Linked DNA regions of Mus musculus: region 1 is linked to region 2. A link is a contact called in public Hi-C data. All regions are on one chromosome and are shown on one strand. Each heading gives the region's core, a stretch centred on a gene start, on an enhancer-like site or on the middle of the called end of the contact. The rest is flanking DNA. Distances are from core to core; before and after follow the strand shown. Region 1 holds the start of Igsf21 (immunoglobulin superfamily, member 21). Region 2 overlaps Igsf21 (immunoglobulin superfamily, member 21).

What was found. Hi-C and Micro-C count contacts between places; a contact is called where the count stands out from the background.
Region 1: a contact with region 2 is called in a Hi-C map of cerebellum, with 2.5 times the contacts expected there. The contact joins the promoter of Igsf21 here to the enhancer-like site in region 2. A contact is called at or near these places in 10 of 484 Hi-C or Micro-C datasets (the N1E-115 cell line, cerebellar granule neurons, cerebellum and 5 more), 14 of 115 datasets of contacts at active chromatin or transcription factors (astrocytes, embryonic forebrain, embryonic midbrain and 6 more) and 1 of 9 other capture datasets (pancreatic islet).

Annotation. Positions count from the first base shown.
Region 1 is chr4:140,242,747-140,249,496 of GRCm38.p6, reverse strand. It overlaps Igsf21 (immunoglobulin superfamily, member 21), which reads left to right and starts at 2,686. Exons shown (of 10, transcript NM_198610.2): 1 at 2,686-3,195. The coding sequence starts at 3,126.
Region 2 is chr4:140,160,093-140,166,350 of GRCm38.p6, reverse strand. The region is part of intron 1 of Igsf21 (immunoglobulin superfamily, member 21); the gene reads left to right. Among named protein-coding and RNA genes, the nearest start is that of Gm13029, 20 kb to the right of the region's middle. Within about 2 kb of position 1,505, at least 5 of the 459 cell types and tissues checked have an H3K27ac peak or open chromatin away from gene starts, as enhancers often do. A contact at or near this core is called in cerebellum and ventral hippocampal neurons, where this site is marked.

The DNA.
Region 1 (6,750 bases), core at 1,437-3,936, 82 kb before region 2:
GGACCTGAGCCCAAGAGAGAGGCGTGGTTCACTGTGACTCGAGAGTCTGAGTGCCAGGAGAGCAAACTGCAAGCACCGCCTCTGGCGGGCAGCAGTAGACATAAACTAAATGAAAAGCTTGTGGCTGCCCTGGGTGACTTCTCCTTTGCCTTAGTTTCCCAGAGCCCCCTGTTAACTGACTGTGCTTCCGAGTCACCTTTCTATGCAGCAGAAGAAAGGACTCCAGTGCTGTGGTTTATGGAGCCGAAGGGGCGGGGCTTTTGGCCGAGCTGGGAGGCGGGCTGTTGCTATTATCATTACCATATGGTAATAGGCGTGCTTTGGCAGCCTGGCCCTTCCAAGGGAAACCAACTCTGCACCAGGGCGGAGTAGCGTCACAATCCTGGATCTCTGAGAAGGTTCGTGGCTACAGCTTGCCTCTGAGCACCCACCGAGTACCAGCTTGAGCTCAGAGCTAAGGAACAAACCAACCAGTTATCCAACCTCATTCAGCCTTACATTCATTTTTCCATCCATCCAATACTCAGTGAAGACCTACTATGTGCCACGGGCCAGGGTGAACAGTACTTTCTCCACAGGGTAATGTTCAAGGACAGGGTGGATAGTGAAGATGATTTGGGAATAAAGGTGGGTCCATTAAGGTATAAAAAACTCCAGGCCCAAGATACTCAGCCGTGAAACCAGACTTCCCTGGTTTCAAACTTCTTTTCTCCTTTCCACCCTCTCCACTGACGCCATTCTTAGAGGACTCCGTGGAGACAATACCTTGGCCCTCTTTCCCAGCTGGTTAAGCTTGGGACTGATGGGTAGTTTCACCAATGACCTGCTCCTTTCAGCTCCTCCCCCAAGGACAGTGGTAGGTGGGTGCGGCCGGGAAGCCACGCCCACTTGGCCTTCTGAAGAACTCTTGCCTGTCCTCCTTCACCTGGCTCCATCCTGTTGCACCTAGACTCCAAGAGCATGGAAGGCCACACAGCAATGCATGCATTTCCTGTAAGCCTAGCCCAGCCCGGGAGGGGGGGCGGGGGGGCATCTGGGCTTGGAGCTCCTCAGCCAGGGAACCTCTCACACCGAGGGCTTAGAATCCTGGATAGCTTTTTCCTAAGCCAGAAGCAGAGAGGTGGGAGGGAGAGACTGGCAGGATCAGACAGGCAAGGGTTGTGCTCTTCCCTTGGCTTGCTTAGCGGGGGGTGGGTGGGGGGGAAGCTTTTTTTGGAGGGGAGGGGAGATGCCCTCAAGCTCACCCCTCAGTAGCTTGGGGAAGATGAGACTTGGAGGCGTAGCAAGGGGGAGTGGAGAACAGCCAGGGAAAGGATAAAGGCCCAAGACTCCAGTGTTCAAGCCAGATCCAGCCCAATCAGTCTAGCAACCAATTAGTCTGATTCAAAAAAAAAATACCCACGGAGGGACAAACTGTAATCAAACACCTATTTATAAGGGTTTATTACGATCATTATTATTATTTTACTAAGAGGATCCTTCTAAAGCCTGTCAGGTGAACGTATTCGCTCAGATCTAAATAAATGCAAATCGCTCCTTCCCTGGAGCAGGGAGGCTGAGCGACCCTGAACTGCAGCTAGCTAGCTAGCTGCCTTGAAAGGCCATGTGCTGACAAGGCTGCAGAGGGTAAGGAGGAGAGTGGGTCACTCCGTGGGGCATCCTGGCACAAGTCTTTCCTAGTAGCACCTGCCAGGCCATTACTCACTGCCCACCCCTCTCCCAAGGCCTGCAGCCAGTGGGGCTGCCAGTGTACCCATTGCCCGGCTAAGTAAACTGAGCAACAAGGATGCAGCAGCTTAGTAAAGATAGGGGAGCTGGGACTTCCCTGGAGAATGCAGCATAAGGAGACCTGGGTCCTGGTTTGGGGGCTCAGAGTCACTCTCTGGTTCTGCTGTTCATTCTGGAACTTGACGATCTAACTCCTGGTTCCACCACCCCCACCACCACCCTAAGAGCTAGGAGCACCTGCCTCTTCCTCACGTGGGAGACCCCACAGCCCAGGCTCAATAGTGCGTGAGCGATCAAAGCGACGATCTGACACAAGTTTCAACCCCACCCCGGTTCTCAGGTGGAGGAGCTGGGGTGTCAGCCCTGATTTTTTTTTTAAGGTGACATCTTGGTCTCAGAAGAAAAAGTCGATGCCTCCCTTGCCCGGTCCAGCCTGCACATACAATGCAGCTGTTCTGCGCGGGGCGCGGGCTGGAGGGTAGCCCTTATTTGTGGAACACTGAAGCTCTGAAGCCCCTAAGGACGACGTTCATAGGTGTCAAAGCAAGCCCTGAGGACCTACATCCCTCCGGGGAAAGCATCTCTCTCTCCTGGAAGGAGGAAGGGTGCTTGCATCCACCAAGCGGAGGAAAGGGGCGTCCAGGGACACGTCCAGGTGGAGGGGTGGGGAGGGCGATTCGGGTGGAGCGAAGCTTGGTGTGTGTGTATGGGAGGATGCAGCTCACAAGCAAGCAGTTGTGATGAGATGGGGGTGGGGGGAGCAGAGGGTAGAAGCCGAGAGGGAGGGGGGCGAGTTCTCCTCTCTGCAATAAATCGGCTTAGCGGACGAGAGCCGAACAGCCCAGAACGGATTAAAGAAAAGTCTGTAGAATACGGCAGCGAGCGCAGCGCGGGGGGTGGGGGGGGGCGGGGGCGGGGCGGCAGGAAAGGAGGGAGAGGAGGGGGCGCGAGAAGAGCGAGCGCGGGGCAGAGCGCGGCGGCGCGGGCAGAGCTTCGGCTCCAAACTCCGCCACTGCCGCCACGGATCCGACTCCGGCCGCCGTGGCCGCCTATCGCAGCCAACCAGCCGGGAGCAGCTGCGCGCCCCAGCCAGGTCCGGTGCAGCCCGGAGCAGCCAGTGCGTCTGGTGCAGCCCGGAGCATCCTATTACAGCCCAGAGTAGCCTGGTGGTGCAGCCCGGAGCATCCCGGTACAGCCCAGAGCAGCCCCGGGTAGCCTGGCGGCCGGGCTACAGTAGCATGGGGACCTCCCCTCGGCTCTCCTCGCCTCTCGTCACCGCCACGGCCGGCGGCCCGGGTCACAAGCGCTTCTGAGCCCATGGCGAGGGGACCCACCGCCGCCACTGCGATCGCTGCCGCCGCCGCCGCCTCGGCCAGCGCCGCCAGCTTCTGGACACCATGCAAGCTGCTCCAAGCCTCCGCCGCGCTTCCTGCCTGCTGCTCGCCGCGATTCTGGACCTGGCACGCGGTGAGTGTGCGGGCGCCCGCGGAAGCCCGGGGCCGGGGGATGCGCGCAAAGACCGAGAAGGGCGCGGGCCCGGATGGCTCTGGGAGTCTCGGGCTGTAGGCACAGTCCAGGAGGGCTTCCGTGCAGCGAAGAGAGGATAGATCTTTTGGAGAAAGCTCTCGTGGGTCTGTGCCAGTGGTGTGTGTGTGTGTGTGTGTGTGTGTGTGTGTGTGTGTGTGTGTGTGTGTGTGTGTGTCTTTGTTGGGTCTGTGAGTGTCCGAGAATCAGCTATGTTTGGAGAGGGCACGGGAGTACATTTAGATGTGGCTGTGTGATGGTGTGTGTGTGAGAGAGGTAACAGAGAGTCTAGATCAGTTGCATGGAGAGGTGAGAGAGAAAGTCTGAGTGTTTGGGGGTGTGAACTCCTTCAGGAGGGTAAGTGTGTGAGCGTCGCGGCATGTGGGAGCCTGTTAAGGAAAGGGTGTTTGAGGTGTGGCGGTTCACGCCGATCCCCGGTGTGCTGCCTGGTCTCTAGAGGGCTGTGTGACAGCCGGTGACTGTATTTCTGTTAGAGCTGGACAGGAGTGTACCCAGCTACACGTGGAAGTACAGGACTTGAGGTCCTAGAAGCTCTGGGTTTGGGAGCAGGTGCAGATCGAGGGAACTTGGGCAGGGAACTGTGAGCACATCTGGGGCTGGAGGAGTTTCAACAGTATGGCTCGCATCTGTGTGTGAGTGTGTGTGTGTGTCCCGCATGGGCTTGGTCATGGCCTAGGCTGAACCAGATGGAAGGAAACTGGAGCTCAAAGGCTTGCCCAGAGCCAGCAGTGCGGAGCAGTTCTAGAGTGTATGGTTAGGGCTACCTGGGAGGAGGGGCACCCTGCCCAGCGCCGCCCTCTGGTGGGTCTTAAATGATATGGAAGTCGAACTTGACGCCCCAGTGCCTTCCGGGCAGGGAACAGGGAGCAGATGCCAGCCCAGCAGGGCGGAGGCAGGGCCAACAGAGTCATAGGTGGGGGATTCCAGAGGGTGGGGGCGGGGGTGGGGGTAGGGGGTGGGGGAAGCTCCTTCTCCAGGTCAAGTCACAACCAACCACCGGTGTTGAAATCAGAGCGTGGCCACCCTGGGAGGTGGGAGAGTGGAAAAAGTAGGCATTGTCTCGGATGGAGCCTTGGCCTCTGTCCCATTTAGGCCGCGGTGGAGGGTCAATTCTTGTCCCGCAAACTGAGAAAAACCTATATGAGCTCTGAAATTGTCCTCCAAGGGGCGTGCCTCTAAAATAACCTACACCCTCCGACCGCCTGAGTCTTTGAAGAGAGAGCTTGGTCCGCTGATGGGAGAATTTGAGCCTTGGGAGGTGGTCCTGTAGGCAGTGGGGGAGGAGCTGGTGGAGACCCAAAGGAATGTCAGGCAGGTACTTTGTCCCTCCTACCCTCTCTGGGTGCCAATACTTTCTGAAGTATATTAAATCTCTCTGTAACTTTGGGGACAAGAGCTCCCCCTTTGAGATGGATGTCTCTAGAGGGAAGGATTCCAAGTGGGAGGCTCCGGGTTCCAGCGCCACCGAGAAGACGCTAGACGTTGTAGAAAGGCACGGGAGCCCTCACCTGGACGCTGCAGGGAGCAGGATTGGGGGTTGGGGCCCGAACGGGAAGCTCCCCTTCTTCTCAACCTGGGATGCACACGGTGTAACGAAGAGGGGGAGGGGAGGGGAAGAACCGGGTGGGAAACCCCGACTGCGTCAGGACCCCACCCTGCGAGCTGGCGCCTGAGCGGCTTGGCTGCGGAGAGCTATTCCGGCGCCCTGGAGCTTTGACTCGGCTCGCTAGCTTCTGCAGGCTGCGGGAAGGGCTTGCTCCGGGCGCCAGGGTGAACGCGTGGAACCAGGGCACGTGGGTGGGGGTACACGCCTCCTTTCAGCTCTGCAGGCCCAGATCTCGGACTCGAAACTTGTGCTGGGCTCAGGGACCCCCGAGGCTCCAAGGCTCTTCTTCTCTATAGGGGTGTGAAATCCTCTGGGTGGGATCCAGTTTCCCTTTCCAGGCTAGGTGCCACCTTGCCAGGTGGGAGCAAAGGGAGAGTCCTCGCGAGCGTGAGCGGCGGGCTGGGCCAGAGGAGGGCGCCCTTTTAGCAGGCGGTGGTGATGCCCACGATTTGTGCACCTGGCGTAGCCAGGGGTATGCCCAGGAAGAGATGGTGGATTCAGGCATCGCACCCAGAGACTCACCGGCCTTTCCCGAGAGGGACACAGTCACTGCTGCGGGAGGGGCACGAGGAGTCGAGTGGCAGAGCCAAAGAGCTGTGTACCTTTTGCAACACTCCCATACCCCACTCCCTACCACTAGGCTCTTCAAAGAAGGCCCGTTTCTCTGGTCTCCAACATCGCCTAGGGACTCCCTGAAGCACTCTGAACTGGGCAATGGGAAGCTGCATACTTGAACTTGCGCAGTGACCCTAAAAGAGCCAGGCTGAGGAGGTAGAGGGAGTGATGAGACTCTTTAGACTTGGCTGGTTACGCTCTGGAACATTCTCTGCTGAAACAGGGGGCTCTGGGAAGACCTAATTAGAGCTAAAGGATCCAGAGACCTGGCCTGTCGGAGCCCGGGGATGGGGGTGGGGGTGGGGGTAGGGTGGAGAGGGTGGGCCGGGCCTGCAAGCTCCTGGTTTGCAACTGGGTGTAACCAGACATGGTCTGAGGGCTGACTCGAAGAGGCTCACGATGATGAGGAGCTGCGACTGCCTGCAGGGAGATGGGCTTCATAGATGACCCCCTTTCTGTGTTCTCTAAGATCCACCGCGTGAGGACACCACACTCCTCCGTGCGCCCCCGGTCCACTGCTGAGGACTGAATGGTGTCTAGTTATCTCACCCGTGGACGTCCCCGTGGTCCCGCCCCTCTCCAAGCCACGCCTCCTCACATCCAAGAACATTTTCCTGGGAGGTCAAACTTATATAATTGGGGCTTTTCAGTTAGGCTTGGAGTGACTTCCGACTTCGGGGGGGGTCACTGAACTTGGTGGCTTTCATCTCAGCCCCTAATATCCCAGTGCCCTGAGCAGGGAGCTGTGCAGTTGCGCTGCCCTAGATAGAGGTCAGTGCCCAGGGCTGGGATAGTCTTGGTTCACGCTGTTTGTTTTTAAAGCAACCCAAGACCACTCCCTTCCTGGAATTGGGTAGTACTTTGAATTTGGGCTTTTCTCCTTCATAGCTTCCATTGTATCGATATGTCCTCATTTCCCACTACAAGATGGCTTTACAAACCTATTGCTACAGTTTAGGAAACTGAGGAGCCAACTCTTTAAGATTAATCACAGACAAGCAGAGCTCCTTCTAGCTCCCTCCTGGCCTTGCCCCGGGCCCTCTTTCCATCATTCCCTTTGGCAGCAGCCTTCCAGGTATGCTGGCCAAGGCTGCCAGGGGCCCTCTAAGGATGCCTCTCTGCCTGGATACCCTGACTGATGCTTACAGCTCCATGGGAGGCAGATCTTTTGCCTAGTGGGGGAAGGAGTGGTGAATATCCTAGCTACGTGGTTTTTTTCTTTCGTGTTTCCTTTAATACTTATCCCCTCTCTGAGA
Region 2 (6,258 bases), core at 256-2,755:
ATAGAGGGACGAGGCAGTCGGACTCTGGATGTATTATCTGGAGCAACCAGGCCTTGCTGGCTCCTCAGACAACAGGACAGGGGTATCCTGGGAAGAAGCAGGGTGCTTGAGGAACAGAAGTAGCCTGCCACTTATTTGCTGCACTTTGAGGGTGTAGAAGGCACCTGTGCCATGGGCCAGGTCATGATGTATCTTCTATTGCCAGGGGTAGGCATGGAGGATGACTGTGTCTCTCTGGGCAAGGGCTCCTGGCATGGTCGTGAAAGAGAAAGCATGGAGCCAAGTGCTCCGTAGACAGAGCTACCTGCAGAAGCTGGGCCATGGCCGAGATGGAGGTTGCCAGGAGTTACAGGGTAGCATTCGAGAAACCACGGCTGCTCCATCTGTCACCCTGGGTCTGCTGGCCTGTAGTTTCTCGTAGGTGGCCACCAGTGCTCCCTGACCTAAGCCTGTCATGCTGAAAGCTCTTCCCGAGCTACTGCCATTGAGTGCCACTTCCTGTCCCCTGGCTTCTGCTCTGCCTGCTGACCCAAGGACATGTTGTACAACATCCTGAAGAAGAGAGGCTGAGAGACAACTACCCAGCATCCAGGCCTGGCTTTCTCCTTGAAAGGAGTCTTTGATCTGCAGCCATGAGAGGCCCCTGGGTACTCAGCTGGCACAAACCTGGCCCAGAAGGCACAATAGGAGGAAAGCTGGAAGACACTCGAGGGCACCAGAGATCGCAGTTTACAAGGGCAAGGTACTTCTGATGGTCCCTAAAACCCTTGTTCTCTCTGACTATGGGACAGCCATTGGGAAAGACAATTCATTTTGTCCTTGTGAGATCTCCAAGCATGTGTGACAGCAGACAGAAACAGTTCCACAGTCAGTTTATGTTGTCATCTAAGACAGGGTGTCATGTAGTGCAGGCTGGCCTTGAACTCACAACGCCCTTGAACCCCTGCTCCTCCCGCTTCCATCTCCTGTGTGTCAGGATTGCATGCATGTGCTACCATACCTGACTAGAAAGTAAGCTGTAGTAATTTACCCAGGGCCAATCAAGGACCAGGTGGCGAGACGGAGATGTGACCAATTCAACAGATTGCAGATGTCTCTTCAAGTTTCTGCATGCAAAGCCCCTTGTCCTCGGATATAGATCAAGCTAAAGTTGGCCATGAATCTCTGGGCTCCCTTGGTGACTCATACCCTGTGGGGTCAGGCCGAAGCCAAGTCCAGCCACAGCTTTGAACCTGGTGCCCTGAGAGTAACTCTGTGATGCTTCTAGGCTTCCAAGTGGAGGATGCTTCAGTCATCACCCCCTGAGGTGGATGTGTGTGGCCTAAATAACCCTACAATTTGTTAAATGTATCTTACCCTGATGTGCCTATGCACTGTCAGAGATACGGAAGACAGCCATGGTAGTGTCTGGCTTAGTTCGGATGGAGCCAGCTCGGCTCCCAGTCTACCCCACCCGATACTGCGCTCAGCAGGGCTCAGCATCAGAGCTGACTGGCAGTGAAGTGGATGCCTGCCATCCCAGAGTCCATCTGCCTCTGCTCTCCGAATAATTGGTGGATACACTTGTCAGACAAGTGATGAGAGCCGTGCAGAAAGGAAGGTAGCCATGTGCCCCCGGCCAGGCCTCTGCATCTTAACCGGTTCAGACTGACCTGGCATCTGAGGAGGAATTCTGCAGAACAGAAAAGCCCTAAAAAATATCCATTGTTTTGTGTATGAGGAAACTTGGGGCCAGCTTGAATGTGCCTGAGGCCCCCAGAGCTGGTCCAGCAGCAAGGCTAGGACTGGATACAGCTCTCTGCCCCCTTCTCTTTGTCCTCAATGCCCTAGACTGGTGGATTAGCCTGTGTCCCCACCCCACTTGCTCAGCTGCCTCTGGCCCACCCACATGAAGCCCAGGTTAGGGCAGAGGTTCCACAGGGCCCCTTGGCACTGACCCCAGGGCACAGACCATCTGAGCCCCACTGTTCCATCTTCTGCCATGCTGTTGTCAAGATGCTGGCCTCTGTCTTTCCTTCTTGGGGCTGACCTAGAAGAAGAGGCCAGTGGATAGGACGGTTGGTTTCACCCTGCATGTGGGCAGTAACTGGTCAGAAGGAGGCCCACACATGTCTTTCCTGGTTTGGACTCAATGGATCCTTGTCTGCTTCCCATTGGAGGAAACAGTCCCACAGAGGTCCCACATCCTGTCCAGGTCTCTGTGGCATGATAGGAAATGATAGGAAGCCCCAGCACTCTCCTATGTCCTCCTCAGACCCTGCTCTGAGAGCCAGCTTCCAATGAAGATATGCTAGCAGTCAACAAAGCCACAAATTGGGGTTGGGCAGCCCCTGAGTCTTGGTGGGCTTTATTAAGTCATGTGACTCTGCTCTGGGTGGTGGCCAATGGTGGTAGGGAGAGATTGGCTTTAGAAAGTCAGGTAGATCTGGGTTCGAATCTCAGCCTGGCTGCTGCCATCCATATACTATGGAACAAAATGCTTAGAGCAAAGCCTGTGTTGACAGGGCCATGAGTAGTTAAGAAAGCTGGAAAATCGCCCTTCTTCATCATCCTGTTTCAGTGATCGGGGGATAACCAGGAAGAGAGACAGATGAGCAGACAGTTGCGCTCTGGCACGATTTCATTGTGAGTTCCTACAAACACACACATTGCTCTCCAGCTGGTAAAAACAATGCAAACCAAAGTTCTGAGCAAATTAGAAAGAGTTCTACACAGGGGATGTGCTTTCCCTAGAGTGTGGAGTCCAGGACCCTCAGCATGCAGTGTGCCTAGACTAAGTGTGTGTGGAGGGGCGGGGCCCACAACCAGGAGCCTGAGAAAAGCACCAAGGAGCCACTTGCTCTTAGGAGTGGGCCAGGAGAGGGCATGCCTGTTACCATCTGCCTCTCCCTTGTCACAGCCTCCTCCACTGTACCCTAGTCCCATACAAAGCTCCGCCCAAGACTTGCTCCAAGTTGTAGAACGTTGGGAAGAATTTCCTACCATGTCCCAAGCCTGGAACCCACCACATGTCCCCAGAAGGCCTTTGTTCCACTTGTGTCCTGTCTGGCACACTCTCCCTACTTGGCTCATATATTCCATAATTTCAGACTTCTCAGGGGAGCTTCCTGGGAATTCCTTTTTCCCCAAAGGCCTCTCCTCCATTTCTTTCCCTACTATTGCCCTGACAGATCCTTCCTCCACACATCTCTCTCCATGTTTTGTATTCTTGATAATCAATGATGGCTTTGTCTGCAGGAACATCAGCTCCACGATGGAGGGCAGTGTTACCGTCATCAGGATACCCTGTCTTAGTTTCTTGTCCTGCTGCTGTGTGTGATCAAAGTGCCCATCAAAAGCAGGCCACTGCTCAAGGGGAAATCTACCAGGTGGGGAAGTTGAGGCAGCAGGAGCTTGTAGCAGCTGGTCACATCGATTGCTCTCCCTCCCACCCCCAGAAGAAAACAGTGAATGCACGCACACACTGGTGTGTGGTGCTCAGCTTGCTTTCCCTACTTGTCCACAGGCCCAGACTCCCTGCCTAGGGAATGGTGCCACCCTCAGTGGATGGGTCTTACCGCCTCAATCAAGATAATCAAGATAACCACCCACCTCCAGACATGCCCAAAGGTGATTCCAGATTCTTTCAAGTGAACAATTAGTACCAACTGTCACAAATGCCCCATGACCATCCTATTAAGGAGGGACAGGTGTCATTTCCTTGGCCGGTCGTTTCTCAGAAGTAGGTGGCTGCAGAAATTGACTGCCCCGCATGGGAGTCAGAAGGTCCATCTCTACTGACTCCAAGGAGACTCACCCCTAAGAACCACACACCAATATGTCCACCTCATACTCGTGTGAGGGAGTGGGGGGAGGGGCTGGTCTGTCATACCCAGGGATCTCCATGGCTTATGACGTCATCTGGGGCATTGCTCACGCTTCAGCCCCTTTTCCAGATCCGTAATGGTGTTCACTCCATCCCAACTCTCTCATGTCGCAGCAGTCAACAGTGGTCTCCATTGCCTTGACTAGCTATCCCTGCTCTGTCAACTCACTCACGGAAGAACGCAGACCTTTCCTCTTCCAGCTTCCGGTCGTGAGCCCATCACCTACTTGGCCTAGTGGTGCCCAGCTCCTGACTACACTGCAAAAGTGGGGAAACCGAGAAAGAGGGCTGGATGACCAAACCATGTCGGGTAGGACCAGTAACTGGATGGCTGTGTGATTTCCTCAGTCACCCCCCCCCACTCCCTGGAATTCCAGAACAGAGGAGGAGAATGCGGGCTGCCGGTTCACACGAGTCTGCTTGCACATTCCTTCATCTCTGCTGTCTCCGGGGAGAGGCTGTGGCATGATGAGGTGGGACTTGGCATGAAGTGTAGAGGACTGGATATGAATTTGCTCTAGTGTGTGATTCTGTCAGTTAATATATGTGTTGGCTAGCTTTATGTCGGTGCAAGCTAGAGTCATCCAAAAGAAGGGAACGTCACATGAGAAAACGCCTCCGTAAGGTCTTCTTTGGGGCATTTCTTAATTAGTGAAAAATATGGGAGGACCCAGCCCTCTGTGCGTGTTTCCATTCCTGGGCTGGAGGCTCTGGGTTCTATAAGAAAGCAGGCTGAGCAAGCCATGAAGAGCAAGCCAGTGAGCAGCATCCCTCTATGGCCTCTGCACCAGCCCCTGCTTCCGGGTTCCATTCCTCTTTGAGCTCCTTCTTCCTTGAGTTCTTGGTTTCCTTCTTTGATGAACAGTGACATGGAAGTGTGATCCAGATTAACCCTTCCTCCCCTGGCTTGCTTTTGGTTGTATTTCCATCATAGCAATAGAAACCCTAGCTAGGACTCAAGGGCTCTCTCTTAATAGGTTCCGGGCATGGCAAATATGGCGTCCTTTCCCCTTCCCTCTTCCTTGCTAAACTGTTAGATGGAATTCCTAAAGCTAGCCCCTCAAGGTCTATTCCTTCACTTGCCCACCAACTCATTCTTGAAGCTGACCGACAAGGTCCAGTTATCAAAACATCAAAAGTCCAGCAATCATTATTTGGCTACACTGGCTAAGTTGCCCAATCAGGACATATCAACTCACTCCAGCACAGACTTCCCCATTTTTTTTTCATAAAAAACCACTCTTGAAAAACACCTGCCATCTGCCTTTCTCTGATCCAGAAGAAGCACTCCCCACAGCCCTTGTCCCTCTAGGTTAATAAGCCTGCTTTGCAGTGAGAACTTAGTGTCTGGGTGTGTGCCATACTGACTCCGAGGGCCCCCATCCACACTTACATGGACAATATACCTCTGTGTTCTCCTGTAAGTATTGGAGGTGACATCTCTTCTTCAGAACTTCCATGTTGGACACGCGTGACACATTTAATGAGTGCCTGGTGCACATCATCTCTATTATACAGGCTTGGCTTGCCCAGGAGCCTCCCGGTCCCTTCAGGTCCTTTTGGCTGACGGAAGTCTTGTTGATCACAGTTTGGGACCTGGATCACAGAAGCTGCACCCAGATTCCCCACCCCCTCTCATAAGCTCCGCCTCTACTCTGTGGCAAACACACAATGCTGCCTCTATTTCTCCTCTGTATGTTTCAGAGGGCGTGGTCACATCTGTGCCACCCCAGGTCTTTCTCAGAGCGCATGGGCAAATGTGTTGTAAGATGACCAAAAGATTCCCCTCCCAATGGTATGGCAGCTACTTTCTTAGACCTCATGGCCTCAGGGGCTCGCTGTGAACATGACTTCAGCTTACATTAGAGAGAGGCCCCAGAGCGAGCCCTTGTCTTCAGCCCCTGCTCTGGAGCTGTGGCTGCGCGGGTCCAATTCAATTCCCACTTCCACATTGATCTCTGAGGTCTACTCTTGTTTTTGCCTCTCAGAGTGTTGGACCCATTAAGCTACATGCAGGGGTCAGGCCCCTGGGGCTCAATCCGCTCAGGTTGCCTGCACAATTGAAATCCCAGCCCATCCCGGCTGCTTTTCTCATTAAGATGATTGGACTGGATTGATCTAGTCAATCAATAGGCGGACATCAGCAGCGGGAAGCCGATCAAATGAGCCTGGGTTGATCAGCCCCAGAACGAAGTCCCCACCAAGCTGGAGCGGGCATGTGGCCCTCTGGGATGGAGGTGGGGAAGTAGAGGAATGAGCCAGAGGTCTCACTGGACTGCATGGCGGGTATGGACACAGCAGCATCCCCAAGGTGTGGCGACGGGGGTGCTTTGTAGATACCCAAGACTCCTTCCCAGCTGCGCACCCTTTGGTGGCTCCCCCATGACCTAGCA